2 separate regions of the Mus musculus genome follow, and region 2 is linked to region 1. The links are chromatin contacts, called in public ChIA-PET maps. All regions are on one chromosome and are shown on one strand. The core of a region is the stretch at or near the end of the contact, and the rest is flanking DNA. Distances in the headings are between cores, read along the strand shown. Region 1 has its middle 23 kb from the start of Satb1. Region 2 has its middle 19 kb from the start of Gm19585.

Region 1 (2,592 bases), core at 40-2,539:
CAGAGGCACTGGGTTTAATACCCAGAAACCACATAGTGGCTCACAACCATCTATAATGGGGTCTGATGCCCTTTCTAATATGTCTGAAGATAGTGACAGTGTACTCATTTAAGTAAAATAAATCGTAATAAAAAATATACAATGAAAGAAAGGAAGGAAGGAAGGTTAGTTCTGCTACAGATTGATATTGTCAAGACATCCTTATTCTTTATCAGAGGACATGCATGAGTGATTAGGGCACAGCCCAGTTTGGGTGTGTTGAACTGGCATGGTAAGTTCCTTGTGGCACAGTTTACCTACCATACGTGGTTCACAACCAACTGGGAAGACAAATCAGTTTAAGAATTATCATCCCAAAGCTTTACTAAGCCACTGCCCTTGGCGGCTAGGAATTCAACTCCAAATGGGTTGCACTGGAGGTGTTGGAGTTTGAATTGTGGACCAGACCTATCAACACTATCTGGGAACTTATTAGAAATGTAAATTCTAGGACTCCACCCAAGATATACTGAATCAGAAACCCTGGGAGGAGGCCCAACAAACTGTGTTTTAACAAGCCCTCCGAGATTGAGAGTCGGAAGCATGTTTGACTTTAACAACATCTGGCTTGAAAGCTCAAAGTGAACCAACTATGTTCAGGCTGCAGGAGAATGGAACTATTAATTAAATGTTTATTGTCCCTGCGCGACTCCAGAACTGGGCCTAAGGAATTCAGATCAGGTAAAGAGAAATAGGAAATGGAGCTTTCTTTAGGGACCAAGATGGCAAGATGGCACCGTTAGTAGATAGGGTTTTTTTGCTGCTGTTTACCCATACGACTTATGGCTCCACTTTCCCAAGCTCAACCCATTTTTGGAGCCCACATCAGTTTAGAATCCTTAGATTCTAGTTACATAGTTACTAAGTGAGCAGCTTGCTAGTTCAGTCTCACCACACAGTTCCTAGCTATCATGGCCAAGTTGGTGCATGTTCTAACTTGCTTGCCGGAGGCAGGAGTTCCCTCTTAGTTAAGTGGTACCATTTACTCTTCTCTCTCTCTCTCTCTCTCTCTCTCTCTTTCTCTCTCTCTCTCTCTCTCTCTCTCTGCCTGGGCTATGAGTTTAATCTTCCTGATGCTTTCCAGGAGGGCTGATCTGGTTTCAGCTTCAGAGCTGATCAGCCTGCAGAGTAACCACCTTATGTACTGTGTAACCTTACTAGGGGATGCCGATTGCTAGGTGAAGGCTTCCTAAGGTAATCACTACTGACGTGCACACAAGTCACCCAGGGCCCTTGGCCATGTGCAGTTCAGAGACAGTAGGTCTAGGGTGTGGCTCAAGAACCTTCCTTCCTTTCTCACCCCCTTCCTAGACGTTAGTTTTTGCTGTTTGTTTCATTTTCTTTGCAATGGGTCTGAGATGGGACCCTGGCTGACCTAGAACTAATAACTTCCCTGCCTCAGTCTCCTGAGGATTGAGATTACAGGCCCACTACAACACCTAACTGAAAATCTGCTTTTTGAGCAGGCTTTCCAGACCTATGTTGCTAGCTGCTTTTGACAATCAAGATTAACTGTAGTAATTTTTATACTTTCACCGTGCTTTCTCGCCAGGTTTAGGTGGTAGGGCGTCACATAGGGACCAGCTACCCTTCTTTGACCCAGACTGTCCTTCAAGTCTTTCTCAGTTGGGTGTGCTGGAACAAAGCTATAATTCCAGGGCAGTATAAGTTCCTGGGATGCCTATCACCTTACTGGTCTGGATGTGTCACTGTATCAACCTCAGCTGCTCACACCTGCTCTCTCGGTGTCCCACACAATCACTCATCATAAATCGTTTTGTCATGACTCATTTTCCCAGTAGGATAAAAGTTTTCCTGGAAGCTCATTTCTCTTCCAGGAAATGTGACCCTGCTTCCCACCCTCGAGTGTGTTCTGCAGGGCCTGTTAGGAGCAGGTGTCTACTTGATTTCAGTGGTTCTGTGCACTTAGTGTCTTACAGGGTCAGGAAGGCTGGGGTCTCTCTTATTTCTACTGAAACTCCATCTTTACCAGATGCCACAGACATCCAGTTCCCCAGGGCCAGGTTATTCCCTATCCACTCTGGGCCTAGGTGATTATGTGGACATTATTTGGAATTAGAAAACTAAAAACGTCAACTCTGGGGTCCAAAATCTAGTGTGTTTGCTAACATTCCCATGTGTCTTTTGTTTGAACTTGGGATATTCTTATGTATGGACTAACTACATACTGCAACTTGGAGCCTGAAACTTGAGTTGTCCTAAGCCATAGCCTCATAGTACAGCAAGTATCTCTTAGATATAACCTCCTGCATGGAGATCCTAGAAATATGACCTTGATCTTTCATGCTAGAACTTGCATTAGTGTGGGATTTACAACACAACCTAACCCAGAGAAAGTGCTAAAAACACAGTGTGCTGTTCTCACCCTGAGAAGCACATTCGGTTATAAGTGAGGGGTTACATTTCTTTTAAACTCCTAGAGATAAGATTGCTGACTGCTGCCAGCTCACAGGCCATACTGCCTCTCCCCTTCCGGGAAACCACATCTGCATTCCAGACTCTTAGCTCTAGGTCACATTTTCAGAGCGGAAG
Region 2 (2,592 bases), core at 59-2,558, 310 kb before region 1:
ACAAATAAAAGAAAACAATTTCATGACAGAGTTAGAGCTAGTAAAACAATTAATGTTATCTTCTTTTTCATATTTCGTGTCTATAGCCTTCCTCATCTCCTTATATTTAATCTTTTGTGTTCTCCTCTCTTCACATTCTCCTATACCCTCATGTACATTTGGTCACATATGTACATAAATAATTGGCTGGATCCTACATATGACAGAGAATTACAGCTTGTTTCTCTTTGAGAGTGTATTATGATCTTGCTTAGTATTATACACTCTAAGTCCGTTCACTGCTGTGCAAATTTTTACACTTCATTTTTCAGAGATACTGCCTCCCTCTCCAAGGTGGAAGGGGAGGGATCCTAAAAGTTACCATTAGACATCAGCATGTTTGCCATTGTATAATTGCACCTACATTTTTACGCACAAATATGCATCCATACTCGAGCGAGCACACACACACATTTAATAAGTTAATCATAACTAATAATGGATGTCCTTTCATTTGGAAAGTTTGTCTAATACGTATTTGGTCATTGAAAGTGGAATTTATAGAGATCACAATGTGACCACAGATGTTCCACAGAACCAGAATAGACATGTCGATATAGAACCCCTCGATGGCTCACACAACCTCAAGTACTTCTACATGAAATGCACCCATCTAGACATGAATAAAGGCCAAGATCTGTCTTCACATTTAAGGAGGCATCACTACATAATCAGACTGTTACGGAGACCCATTCAGCATCATAACATGTGCATCCATGAAGGTCTGGGTCATTTAGAACAGCGTGAAGAGTGTTCTAGGAGAAGGAGAGTATCCACGTCACTGTCCCTTTCTTTTTACTTGACTGTTTTCCTACACAAGTCTGTAAACTGATGATATGAAATTGTTTTCACTCCCTGAGTGTAGCTTAGAATCTCACATGTAGTTGAACCCTCAAAAACAGTTGCAGGGACAAATTATGACTGAAGAAAGCATGTAACAATGGTTAACAGAAAGAGATGCAAACAGCTGTCAGAGTACAATTGAGTGCCACTTCCTCTCCGTGTGAGTGTGTGTGTGTATTGGGGGAGGGGGGTTTTGCGGGGTGCATGTGTGTGTGTGCTTAGGGAAGTTCTCAAAATATTTTTCATTTCGTTCCTTTAAAAACAATTACTGGCAGTAATACACTTAGTATCATCCTTCTAGTCCAAGTGGTCTGAGGACATCTCCAAAACAGGGCACAGAAAGGAGGAGTGACGTGAACATAAAGCCAACCACATTCCTTACACATCATGCATTGCTCCTCATGATGAAACCATCACCACAGAAATGTGGCAACCACTGGAGCTTTTTGAGAATACAGGATCTGGGGCCCACCTACATGCTGCAGAGACAGACTGTGCATGAGAGTGCAATTCTTGGCTGCTTCACCCGTGCTCAGTTCTGAGGAATACCTGCCCACTTCAGTATCTGAACAGTCATTCAGTATGATATCACAAACGTGAGGTCAGACAATGCTGTGGTCTCATGTCCAGTGACTACGCAAGTGACGGCTACATTAACCAAAATACAGAAGAGCAAGGAGAAACTGGTTTGAAGTGGCTGGTGGGAGGAACGCACAGATGCCCCTGGGTTAGGAAAAGGGGAACTGGGTTGCTCATCCTTTGAAACCAACCAAACTACAAACTATTAAATATAAGTCTCTTCTAATACCAGAAGTCCACAAGTACAGACCTCACTAATGTGGGATGGGGGTAGCGTTGGGCAAAGACAGTCATTTGAGATTGAATGCATGTAAAAGGAGGTAACTCTTCAAGTCAAAATATTTAAAGCCATTGCTCCACCCTCCCAGCTCTCCCTCTGATAATGTACCATTTCTCTCCAAAATTCTTTGAACCAACTCGCCCATTTTTTTCCATGCTTACTCCTTGAACATTAAATGCCAAGAAACACATCCCCCTCAAATCCTCTAAATCCCATTTTGGGTATCCACTCTGCGTAAAATGCCTGCTTAAAAAGCTTTTTAGCACATTGTTTTCAGATGCCACCTCCAATGTATTTCCCTCATTTTTATAGTCACCAAAACCTACCGCTCCTATGATAACCCTTAGGAAACTGGAAATGAAGTCTGTTTTTATAACATTTTAAAAGCCTAGCCTTCGTTCTATGTTTTTGTTACTCTTCTTTTTTTTTAATGATTATGTTAGTTGTCTGAAAATTGCCAGAGGCATTAGTTTTTCTTAAAGAAAATGGCCTGAAATCATTTATATGGGCTGTGTAAAAAGATACATAACGATAGGAGCTTGGACAACGTAATATAGTGGGGATAAGGAGACAAACAAATCCAACTTGGTACGGTGTTCCCTCTATTGTCAGATCCCCCGAGAACCCACCCTGTCACTTTACAGGGAAACAGGTTACTATGAACACATGTCACAGCGGAGAACTGAATGCTTCTGTCAGCAAGAGATCTGACCAAGCTGCAGTGAAAGCCACTATGAGCAAGGCCAGAGCATGGTGTCTTGATCATTCACATCCCTTGTCATGGTGACTCTTCTGAATATGGCTCAGTGGGTAAAGGTACATTCTGCCAAGCCTGAGGCACTGAGTTCTCC

The links. ChIA-PET counts read pairs in DNA pulled down with a chosen protein or histone mark.
Region 2: a contact with region 1 is called in an RNA polymerase II ChIA-PET map of effector CD8 T cells, with 9 read pairs. The contact joins two enhancer-like sites. A contact is called at or near these places in 1 of 15 datasets of contacts at CTCF or cohesin (CD8 T cells) and 5 of 115 datasets of contacts at active chromatin or transcription factors (CD8 T cells, DN3 thymocytes, Th17 cells and 2 more).

What each region holds. Positions count from the first base shown.
Region 1 is chr17:51,854,133-51,856,724 of GRCm38.p6, reverse strand. No RefSeq gene overlaps it. Among named protein-coding and RNA genes, the nearest start is that of Satb1, 23 kb to the right of the region's middle. Within about 2 kb of position 1,289, at least 24 of the 459 cell types and tissues checked have an H3K27ac peak or open chromatin away from gene starts, as enhancers often do. A contact at or near this core is called in CD8 T cells, effector CD8 T cells and regulatory T cells, where this site is marked.
Region 2 is chr17:52,167,222-52,169,813 of GRCm38.p6, reverse strand. No RefSeq gene overlaps it. Among named protein-coding and RNA genes, the nearest start is that of Gm19585, 19 kb to the right of the region's middle. Within about 2 kb of position 1,308, at least 82 of the 459 cell types and tissues checked have an H3K27ac peak or open chromatin away from gene starts, as enhancers often do. A contact at or near this core is called in CD8 T cells, effector CD8 T cells and regulatory T cells, where this site is marked.